Regions from separate parts of the Rattus norvegicus genome. Here region 1 is linked to region 2. A link is a contact called in public Hi-C data. All regions are on one chromosome and are shown on one strand. Each heading gives the region's core, a stretch centred on a gene start, on an enhancer-like site or on the middle of the called end of the contact. The rest is flanking DNA. Distances are from core to core; before and after follow the strand shown. Region 1 overlaps Cyp4f39 (cytochrome P450, family 4, subfamily f, polypeptide 39). Region 2 holds the start of Akap8l (A-kinase anchoring protein 8 like).

Region 1 (5,948 bases), core at 1,568-4,067, 130 kb before region 2:
TGCCCACCTCGACAGCCTGAGTTCAATTCCTAGAACCCACATGGTATAAAAAGAGAAACAGCTCCTACAGTTTGCCCTCTGGCCTCCATGTTTCACCTGTTATGTGACCCAGCATAGTGTCAAATTGACAATTCTGTTTCGACTCCCCAAGTCCTGGGATTATGTGTCACCACAGCCAGCTATTCTAAATTCCATGGAGATAAGTCTACAAAGGGACCATCGACATTTTTGCATGCCACTGCTTAATCTTTTTTCTTTCTCTCCTTCTCTCCTTCTCTCTTTCTTTCTTTCTTTCTTTCTTTCTTTCTTTCTTTTTTTCTTGGAGCTGAGGACTGAACCCAGGGCCTTGTGCTTGCTAGGCGAGCGCTCTACCGCTGAGCTAAATCCCCAACCCCATCACTGCTTAATCTTAATGCTGCACAACTGTATTTATCGAGCGGTCTCTGACAGACATTTATCCTGCAAGATAGCCAACAACTTTGTCATCAGGTCTTACCAGCACCAAGATACAAGAGACAGGTGCTGCCATCGCCATCAAATACCCTGTAAGTGGCAGAGCCATGGCTGGAATCGAGAGCTATATCAAAAATTCCACACAAGAAGCTGAATGTGGGGGTCATACCCCTGTGATACCAGCACTAGGAAGATGGAGGCAGGAGGTCAGAAATTCAGTCATCCTCAGCTACACACGGATTTTGAGATTAGGATTGGCAAGATGAGACACTGCCTCAAAAATAAATAAAAAATAAAAATAAAGCAACAGACAAGGGAGGCTGGAAAGACAGCGAAGAGCTCACTGCTCCTGCTCTGGATTTGGTTCTCAGTGCCCACATCAGGTAGCTTACAACGGCCTGTAACTCCAGCTCCAAGGAGTCTGAACTCCTTCTGGGCTAAGGGCACTGGTACTCAGACACAAACGTGTACACATATTTAAAATAAATGTAAAAACAAGGGGCTGGAGGGAGGGTTCTGAGGGTAAGAGCACTTGCAGTACAAATATGAAGACTCGAGTTTAGATCTCCAACACCCATGTGAAAAAAGAAGAAAGGAAAGGAAGGGAGGGAGGGAGGGGAGGAAGGAGGGAGGGAAGAAAGGGAGGGAGGAAAAAGAGGGAGGGAGGGAAGGGAGGGAGGGGAGGGAGGGAGGAAATGGAGAGAGGGAGGGAGGGAGGAAGGAAGGAAGGAAGGAAGGAAGGAAGGAAGGAAGGAAGGAAGGAAGTCAGTCATGTTTGGGGTACACTAGGGACAGAGTCACACAGATCTCTATTTTTGGCTGAACAACCAAACTAGATAAAATGTCAAGACTCCAGTCCTGTGAGAGACTCTGTCTCAAGGTGGTAAGTCAGAGAGTAAAAGAGGAAGACACCAAACTTTCTGCTCTGGCTGCCAAATCCAGATGTGTCTGTATCGACACCCACACGCACACACACGTATATACATACCATACACATAAATCCACAGAAGAGTGAGTTGAATGATAGTGCACTTGCCTTGTACTCTTTATGCCCTAGCTTTCAGTCTCAGAACTCCAGTGACAACAAAAATAAGAGCATTGGGGCTGGAAGTTTGCTCGGTGGTTACAAGAACTGCTCTTCTAACGGATCCTCATTCACTTCCTAGCACCCGTGTGGACTGGCTTCCAACTATGTGTAACTCCGGGTATCTACTGCCCTCTTCTGGCCGCCATGGGCATTGGCACTTGTATACACATACCCACCAATAGACACGTAGTTAAAAACAAGAGTATCTGCACAGAACCTACACACATATTCTTGTATACTTTAATCCATGAGTAGGAAACAGACTAGCTGGGCATGGTGGCAGACATGTAATCTCACCATCCAGGAGGCTGAGAAGGAGGATTGAGGCCAACCTGAGAACTGGAGAAGAAAAGGAAGGGGGTGGGGATAAGTAGGTTGAGCTGGCAAGATGGCACTTTGACACCAAGCCAGGTGGACCTGAGTTTGATCCCTAGGACCAGACCCACGTGGTTGAAGGAGAAAACCAATTCCCAAGAGTTGTATTCTGACCTCCACAGGGGCTCTGTAGCAGGCATGTACACCCCATAAACAGAGAGAAACACACACACACACACACACACACACACACACACACACACACACACACACCACACACACAGAGGGGGAGTAGGAGAGGAGGGGAGAAGGAAGGGAAGAGAGGGGAAGGGGTAGGGAGGGGGAGGGAGAGAGGGAGGGAGGGAGGGAGGGAGGGAGGGAGGGAGAGAGAGAGAGAGAGAGAGAGAGAGAGAGAGAGAGAGAGAGAGAGAGAGAGAGAGAGAGAGAGAGAGAGATATCGAGATCAGGCTGTCCTGGATCTTGCTATATAGACTCCCCTGGCCTCTAACTCACAGGACTCTGCCTGCCTCTGCCTTTTGAGTATTAGGAGTAAAGGCAGGTACTACATGCTTGGCCAACCACCGTAATTAAAAATCTTTGTTTTAAAAGAAAGACGCTGTGCAGTCTCCAGTACAGAGCTTAATTGTTTTGACACCAGTTGGACTTGCAGTCGGCTTTCTTAAGTATACAGGGATATTCCACAGGAAAAACCACACGCTAGACCATAATGGGGCTCACTAAATTCAAAGGACTGAAGTACTCTGTTGTGATAGCTGAATGAGCCTTCCCACATTTATGAGCTACGGACCCCTTGCTGTAACCCCCCACAACTTTGAGCACTCAGTGCAATTCCCAGCCGGCCTCTAGGGGCAGGAGTCCGCTTCCACCAATTCTCACCTTGGCCAGCAGCAGCACGTCTATGAAGTCCAAGGTCTTGCCCTGCTTGGCCTTCAGCCATGCCTCGGCACCCAGCTCGCGCAGCGCCCGCCGCCGCTGCTGTATGACTTCAGTAGTGAAGTTGTGCACCGTGTCGCAGGCCTGGCGGAAGCGCCGCCCGTCGGCAGTGAGGTAGTAGATGAAATCCAGATAGTGATGCAAGCGGTATTGGCGCCGCACCACCAGAGCGCTCAGTTCAATAATGGAGGAGATGTAATCGCTCAATTTCCTGCAGAGAGAAGGGCTGTGAGCCACTTGTACGGCCCAGAGACACACGTGGGGCCCAGGGTCCGTTGCATAACGACAAACAGAGATCTTATATTAACCTTTTTTTTTCTGTTATGAGTATGCATGTTTGCCAGAGCGTATGTCTGTGCACCAGCTGTGTGCAGCGTCTGAAGAGACAAAAGGAAGTCTGATCCTCTGGGGCTGGAGTTACAGATGATTGCGAGCCGCCATGTGGGTGTCTGGAACTGGACACTGAGCTCTCTAAGGGCAGCAAGTGTTCTTAATAGCTGGGCCATCTCTGACCCATATATAGTTTTTTAAATCTATTCTCTCTCTCTCTCTCTCTCTCTCTCTCTCTCTCTCTCTCTCTGCGCGTGAGTGCGTGCGTGCGTGCGTGTGTGCATGGTGCTAGAGATGGAATATAAAGTTTTGTGTATTATTCAAGGCAAGCACTTTACCAACTGAGCTATATCAGCAGCCTTTCTTTCTCTCTTTCTCTCTCTCTCTTTCTTTCTTTTTTTTTAAGTGGAGTCTTATGTTGCCCGGGACGAACTCAAACTCACTATGTAGCCAAGAATGACCTTGAATTTCTGATTTTCCTGCCTTTAGTCACTTGAGTACTTGAATTACACCACCACACACGGCTTACTTTATTTAAATGCTTTTTGTCTTCTCATTATTTTATTCTTATATTTATTTTATGTGTCCAAGTGCTTTGCTTGCACACACATGCACCACATGTGTCCCTGGTACCCTCAGAAGCCAGGAGCAGATGTCGGATCCCTGGAACTAGAGTTACAGACGGTGGTGAATTGCCAGGTGGATGCTAAAGATCAAAGCCGGATCCTCTGTAATAGCATCAAGTGCTCCTACTCACTTAGACACCTCTCCGCCATGCCTTTATTATTAACCCCAGGGACAGGGGCTCCTGAGTGTGTGCAGGCAGGTGCCCTGCAAGGCCAGAAGAGTGCACCAGATCCCCCGGATGTGGAAGTACAGGTGGCTTTCAACTGCCCGTCACGAATGCTTAGGACCAAATTCTAGTCCTCCGCAAGGCACTATGTGCTTGTAACCTCAGCCCCATACCTGCTTTATTTTATCTTATTTTATTTTATTTTATTTTATTTTATTTCACAAGACCAGAAATGGAGTAGAGGATGTTCTACCTGAGAGACGCTGCTTCAGACCTGCCCCATAACGAATATTGAGGCATGAACTGAGTAATGTTATTTTACTAGTTCAGTCAACAAATACTCACTGAACGCTTTTCATACGCCAGGGAAACTGTCAAATCATTTTATCCCTAGAGCGTCTCTCAGAGTCAGATATTTTCACCTTTGCCTTACAAAGGACTGGAGGTTGTGGCTCCGTCCTGTAATCCCAACACGCAGGAGGTGGAAGCAGAGGGCTCGGGGGCCACCCTGGGTACCGTATGAAAGTCTGTGTCAGAAACCAGGAAGGTAGGACGGAGGCGTGACCCAGGCCTTAAGAGCACACGCTGCTCTCCCAGAGGATTCGGGTTTGATTGCCAGAGCCATGCTGGACCTCTCGCAGCTGCCTGTAACTGCAGCTCCAGATTGCCTGACACCTCTAGGTTCTATAGGCGCCTGCACGCATATGCACGTACCTATGCACAGACATAGGCGTAAGATTTAAAGACAAAGTAAAATTTTCATATGTATATATTTTTTTAAGGAAGGAAAGGAAGTGGGATAAGGAAGAAGAAAGGGGGATAAAGATGAAATAACAATACAGGAAGAAAAAGAAGAAAAATAACAATACATCAAGAAAAAGAAGAAAAATAACAATACAGGAAGAAAAAGAAGAAAAATAACAATACATCAAGAAAAAGAAGAAAAATAACAATACAGGAAGAAAAGAAGAGGAGGAGGAGGGGATAAGAGGGAAGAAAAGGGATAAGGAGAGGAGGAGGGAGAAGAGAAAGGAGAACTACGAAATGAAAGGAAGAGTTGGACATCTCTAGGCTATACCCTGTCTGTGGAGAAATGGGGAGAGAGTGTCTCCTGAGTGTTAAGTGCCGAGACACCGACATTGGTTTGCTTACTTAATTATGCATTTATATGTTCTTTGTTTTAATTTCTGTTTGTTTGTCTGTTGTTTATTGTTTGCTTGCTTGCTTGATTTTTAGGTAAGTTCTTCCAAGATGACCCAGGATAGCGCGAGCTAGCCTTGACTTAAAGCAGTCCACCCACCTCTGACTCCAGAGCACTGAGATCATGTGCCACCATGATGTCTGGGGTTTTTTGAGACTGGCTTTCAGTACGTTGTCCAGGCTTAACTCAAATTCGGCATCCTCTCACCTCAACCTCTCAAATGGCTGAGTTAGAGATCCTAGGCATGGACCAGCCCAAATCTCATTTAATCCTTTTAATAAGAGAACTGAAGCTGAGAGAGGTGATGTCACCTTGGGGGCCACCCAGAAAGAAATAGAAAGAAACGAAGGTGTCTTTCTGAGGGCGCATGGGTCCTAACTTGCAGCACAATAGAGACCAACCCCCCCCCTCCTCCCATTCCCACCCACCCTGGGGGCCAAACTTACTCCTGGCAGTCACTACTGTAACTGAACACACATTTCTGAAGGCTGTCCAGGGTCATGAGGCTGACGTGCTCGAACATGTCAAAGGAGGTCACCGAGCCCTCTGCCAGATGCCGCCGCCATTTAGCCTGTAAGGGAGACATGGCAACCAGGCATGAAAAGCACAAACCCCAGCTGCTCAGACAGGAGCCAAGCAGGATCCCCAGCGCCAACCCAGTTCATATGTAGTAAGGGACGCCCCGCCTCCAGCTCCATTCGCCCGCCTCACAAGATGAGGCCAACCCCTTCCCGAGACTCAGTCTTAGGACTCACGTGCATGATGTTCACGCTCTGGTTGAAAATCTTCATGTAGGGCTTCAGGATGTCAAAGTG
Region 2 (5,656 bases), core at 701-3,200:
CTTTGAAGGATCTAGACTTTTAAAGAATGCCATTATTATTCCCCTAAAGAAACTGCTGACAAGAACTGAGAGATGGCTCAATGGCAAAGAACAGACACTGCTTTTACAGAGGACTTGGGTTTGATTCCCAGCACCCACATGGCAGGTTACAGCTATCTGTGACTCCAGCCCAGGATACCCAGCACCCTCTTCTAACCACCTCAGGCACTAGGGATACATGTGGTTACATAGACACAAATCATGCAAAACATTCATACATAAACCTAAAAAAAAAAAAAACCTGATAAACATTCCTTAATACCAAATACAACATCTCCTTTAAATTTCCCCAAACCACAAAAAGGTTCATGAATCACAGAAGTGGAGGGAGGTTGATGCAGTTTCTCGAATGTTTTATTTACATTGTCCCTCCAAGGATATCTCTCCCATGGTGACTTTCTATACAGCCAGGAGCCAGGCATGGTGCTTAGAACAAGGCTGGTACTAGGTTGCAATTTTCATTTTGTGGAGCTGAGCGTAGAACACAGGTTCTCATGTGTGAAGCATTTGCAATAATACATGGGACGTTTAGATGTATTGCCTGTGTATAACAAGCAATACACAAATATATAACAAATACCATACACATAAACATTTATTTACAAAGCAGTTTTTGAGGGGTAGGAGAGATGGCTCCGTGGTTAAGAGCACTAGCTGCTTTTCTAGAGGACCCAGGCTCAATTCCCAGCACCTACATGGCAGTTCACAATTATCTGAAACTACAGTTCAAGTGATCTGACATCCTCACACAGACATACATTCAAGCAAAACACTAATACATATACAATAAAAATAAATCTTGGGGTTGGAGATTTAGCTCAGTGGTAGAGCGCTTGCCTAGCAAGCACAAGGCTCTGGGTTCGATCCCCAGCTCCGAAAAAAAAAAAAAAAAAAAAAGGAAAAAATAAATCTTAAAAAAATTTTTTTTGAGACCAAAGTAACCCTCCCTGGCTATCCACAAATTTACCATGTAAACACACTCACAAAGATCTGCTTTCTTACTAGTGCTGGGATTAAAGGCGTGTGCCACCAAGCCCAACTATGTATTTTGAGATGAGGTTTTATACTCAGTGTTCTTCCAGACTCAGAGCCCAGGTGCTGAGATTACAGGTACAAGCCACCAAGGCCTGGTTTTGTTTATTTAAAAATGCATTTTTATCTTGCAGTGTTGGGAGAGCTCACACAAGGCCTTCTGTACATACTATTATAAAATGATTTTCCACCAAACTATATCCTCAACCCTTACAAGTACTATTAATTGTTATGTAATGATTAATAAGAAAATATTTACTTGTGAAACTGGCCCCGATTCTTTTTCCCCTCCTTGAGACAGGGACTCACTGAAGCCCAGAGTGGCTTAGAATTCATATAGCATATAGGACATTCTGCCTCAGGCTCCTGTATTCTGGGGTTACAGAAGTCAGCTACTACACATGGCCTGCCTCATTTGTTTTAATGTTATCTCACATAATGTTTGTCAGGACCTTATTTAGCAGTTAGATACTAATTTTCTCATTTCAACGTGGCTTTACCGTTCTCGTTTTGGAGCCGAAGCCCAAAGGAATACATAAATGGGTATGACTAGCGTTTCAGTGGCGGGGCGTAAGACGGTCGGTCGCCTCTGCTCCTGCCCGCAAGTGACCAGCACGCCGACACCGGGAGACCGCCACGCGTAGGCTCAGACCTCTGGGTTGCACCCAGCTCCGCCCCTTCGAACTCTCTCTCCTCTTGGCCTATCGGCGCAGGCTTTTGTTAACAGGAGGAGGAGGGTAAGGCGGGGTCATCGGGGGTTGGCAGTATCTCTAACCACTGTCGCGAAGAGGTGTGGAAATAGACAGGTAGTTAAACCAATAGGCGTGAAGTCCGAGGTTTGCACAAGCCAATGAGGTAAGGAGGCGGGGCTGGGGCGTGTGTGGAAGGACCCCAGGGATTGTTGTGGCGTCAGACGCGCAGAGTAGCGGTCTGTGTCCAAGGCTCGGGTGTTCTCTGCGGCCATGAGCTACACAGGTAGGCCCAACAGGGTGAAGGGCGCGCTCCAGGCCGGGGTGACAAGACGGACTGAGTCTTGTCAGGATCGCCCACGCCTCCCGTGGTGTCGTGGTCATTGCCCTCTGTGGTCACAAAATGGCGTCCTAGGCTCTTCACTTCGGGGTCGCATCCCTCAAGCTTCGGCTCTCAGTGACCTCAGCCGGGCATCTTGGTCTCTCCTGGCTGCTCAAGGCCTTGCTTGTGTCTTCTGTGACCGTAGTTCCCGGGCCTCAACGTTAGGTCCAGGCTTCCACCACCTCCGTCCGTCCCTGGCTAGTGCCCCACGGACATCCACGTCTAAGACGTCGCTTCTCAGGCCTGAGTTTCTGAGATCAGTGCTTTCGGTCGGCTGCTGTCGCCATTGCCTCCTCCCCTGAGCAGTTTCGGTGCAAAACGTCGCAGATCCTTACTCATGGTACTCCGCAAAAGCGCCAGTCTCCCCACCTCACTCCCCCAGGGAGCTGTGGAATCAGTAAACATATACGAAGGCTCTGAACCGTTGCAGGGAGCTTTAGGGACCGAGTTTGAACCTTAGTGAAGAATGACTGTTTTCACTAATTCACTCAACTTACAGTGCTGAATAGGCACTATGAATGCTGACAAGAATTTCTTAAGCAGCTTATAGGAGAGGACAGACCTTAGTAGGCCAGTAAATTAATGTATATTGTATTTTGGACCTTGGGTATCCTGAAGGAATTCAGCCATGGAGAGCTTTGAAGCCTTGGGGAAGGGTGTTTTAAGAAGAGAAGTACGCAATATAGGAGAGAGTAAAGATAGCTCTTGCTGTAAAACATCCTGGGCTGGAACCTCCTACCTACTTAGATCAGTGATATTTGAGCAAAGAGGAAGGTGGGTGACGAGCATGGTGAGGGGGTGCGGAATATGCTTGAGTGACTGTAAAATCATTCTTGAGTGAGTTGCCAAGGATGCCTGGTTTTGCCTTGGCAGTGCCCAATGAAACTTATCGGCAGTGCCTCCCACTTTACTGGAGGTATTTCAGGCTTGAACTTAAGTGGTTGCTGGGTAACCCACATTCTGTTTGGAATGTTTAAGACTTTCAACGGAACCTGAGCCTCAAGCCAGTCCTTCTAAGCCCCCTGGGTCAAATGCTTGCCAAGAACCTTGGGTTTTCTAACAACCATCCCCTAGGCCAGTGGTTCTCAATCAGGGTGATGTCGCCTGCCTCGCACCTTCCAGGGGTACATTTGGCACTATCTGGAGTCCTGTTTTGTCTTATCTAAAGTGTGGGTATGTGGGGGTGGGGGCGGTGTGCAGTGCTACTGACATCTAGTGGATAAAGGGTAGGGCTGCAACTCTGCAGCCTGAAGTGCAAAGCTTCCGCCACAGTTTTTGATGTCAAACATCTGAAGTCTCAGTAGGATTGTTAAAGGGTTTGCAGCAATGTCAGTTGGAAAAGAAAGTTACTAAGTAGAACTCCTGCTTGATGCCTCTAGAATTAAAATGTAGCTCTCTTCACCAGGTGTGACCAAGAAGTAAAAACAGCTCTGCAGTTAGGAACAGGGTTATTGAAGAACAAGAGAGTGAATGATTATATTATGGGATAGCTTGATAGTGACACATTTATTTTTACAGATGAGGAAACTGAATTAGCTCGCTAATGGCTAAGCTCGAATTTCAGCTTCAGGTCTTGTAGGTTTTAAATTCTGAGTATTGTGGGCACTGAAGTAGCCAAGCTAATGAGATAATGATTAGTTTTCCTTTCATCTTGTTAGACTAAAAGAACCAGCAGTAACTTTATAATATGGTTCTTTCCCCTTAAAGGTCAACTTTGGTGTCATTTTTCTAGTACCATCTATCTTGTCTTCTTTTATGCAGGGTGCCATTAACCTGGAACTTGCCAATTACACTAAACTGGTTGGTCAGCAAGGCCAAGGATTATGTTGTCTTTTCTAGTTCTTTCTGTGAGTCTGGGGATGATACTAAGGTCTTTATGCTTGTGTAATAAGCACTTTACTGGCTGAGAGCTTTGCCCGGCCTTGCTTTCAGTGGGTTTATTGTTCTATTTAACATTTTATTTTATTTACATATATCTCTATGCATCTACGTGAATGTGTTTGTGTGAGTGTGTCAGCCTTGTACGAAGGTGCCCCTGGGGGCCAGAAGAGAACATGGGTCCCTTGGAACTGGAGTTAAAAAACAGATGATTGTGAGTGAACTGCCTGACATGACTTCTAGCATCTGACTCTCGTCCTCATGATTGAGCAGCATCTGTCCAGCCCTTCAGTGTTTGTTTGTTTGTAAAAATAAATTATTTTTGCTCATATGAATTTTGCCTGAGTGTGTATGTCTGTGTACTGCATGCGAGTGCCTATAACTCTCTAAAACTGGAGTTAGAGATGATTCTGAGTCACCCCCATGGGCTCTGGGATTAGATCCTGGTCCTCTAGAAGAACAATACTCTTAACCACTGAACCATCTCTCCAGTTGTGCCCCGCCCCCACCTCAGTGATTTTTATAGACAGTTATTAAATCATCAGTACTTGAACTATAAGCCTCTTGGGAAGGTCCTGGACCCCCAGAAGTGGGAAAGATCTAATTGAACACAACCTCTTTAGGAAGGATAGAAAAGACTCAGTCTTTGTATTTGTGTTTTCTCCTTCCCCAAGACCTAGGATCTGACCCTTCCATTGGGAAGTAAAGCGGAAGTTGAGTCCACAGCTTTCTTTTTTGGAGCCCTGGTACTGGATGTGTTTGGAATTCTACTCTGAAGAAGTATGGTCTCTTCACCTGGGGTCAGGGTGCCACTCTGTAACTAAATACACTAGGGACTAGAGTCCAGCTTAGTGATGTAGTGTTGGCTTAGCTTGCCAGGGGCCCTGAGGTCAGCTCAAGGACCACAGAAGCAAAAACCATATTAATTTTGCACCACATTCATAAACAGTATCCATTCTTCAGGTTCCTTTGGCCTTAATGTAAAATCGTTCACATTTGCAGAGGGCACTTGCTCTGCTTATGAAGTGCTATGAGCTATCCAGCCTCATCCCCAGTTCTGAGAGTCCTTGATGTATAGAATGCTTTTGGACTGGCGTATTGACTTTTAAAGAACTTTAAATAGGGTCTTGCCACACTGGCCTCGATGAGGATGAAGTGAGATATTCAGCTAAAGCATCCAGCAGGGAAGCATTTACTCAGTGTTCAGTGTTGACTGTTGTTGCTATGGTTTTGTGTGTGTTGGGGGGTGGGGAGGAGTCTCACTCTGTTTCAGCGCCTTGAACTCAAGGCAGTACTTGCCTCGGTCTCATGAGCGCTGGTATGTAGGCTGCAAACCTTCACCGAACAGCTGTCTGGAAGTCCGCGCACCCACACGCATGGTATCTGATATAAGTTTCTGTTGTAACTGTTATTTTTGTTGGAAATGCTGTCCCAAATTACTTTTTGAGTCATGGGACTAGTGTTTTTAATCATTTCAGCAGTGTGAAAAGATGGACAGGATACATATGTTAGACGAGGCCTCCCTATGTAAGCTAGGCATTCCTAAAACTCATAGTCCTGCTTCTGCCTTCCCAGAGTATAAGAGTAGAGGTGTACTCTGTCTGGCTTTATAGTGACCACTGCAGAGTGAGTGTCC

The links. Hi-C and Micro-C count contacts between places; a contact is called where the count stands out from the background.
Region 1: a Hi-C map of kidney shows a contact between it and region 2, with 4 times the contacts expected there. The contact joins the enhancer-like site here to the promoter of Akap8l in region 2. A contact is called at or near these places in 12 of 12 Hi-C or Micro-C datasets (the A7r5 cell line, the Rat2 cell line, Schwann cells and 7 more) and 1 of 1 datasets of contacts at active chromatin or transcription factors (oligodendrocytes).

The regions. Positions count from the first base shown.
Region 1 is chr7:12,140,695-12,146,642 of GRCr8, reverse strand. Cyp4f39 (cytochrome P450, family 4, subfamily f, polypeptide 39) reads right to left here. Exons shown (of 14, transcript NM_001399679.1): 6 at 5,889-5,948; 7 at 5,580-5,704; 8 at 2,753-3,020. Among named protein-coding and RNA genes, the nearest start is that of Cyp4f17, 27 kb to the left of the region's middle. Within about 2 kb of position 2,817, at least 13 of the 93 cell types and tissues checked have an H3K27ac peak or open chromatin away from gene starts, as enhancers often do. A contact at or near this core is called in hepatocytes, kidney and liver, where this site is marked.
Region 2 is chr7:12,009,105-12,014,760 of GRCr8, reverse strand. It overlaps Akap8l (A-kinase anchoring protein 8 like), which reads left to right and starts at 1,950. Exons shown (of 14, transcript NM_001013946.1): 1 at 1,950-2,046. The coding sequence starts at 2,034. LOC134479821 (a long non-coding RNA gene) reads right to left here and starts at 1,850. Exons shown (of 2, transcript XR_010053572.1): 1 at 1,572-1,850; 2 at 376-580.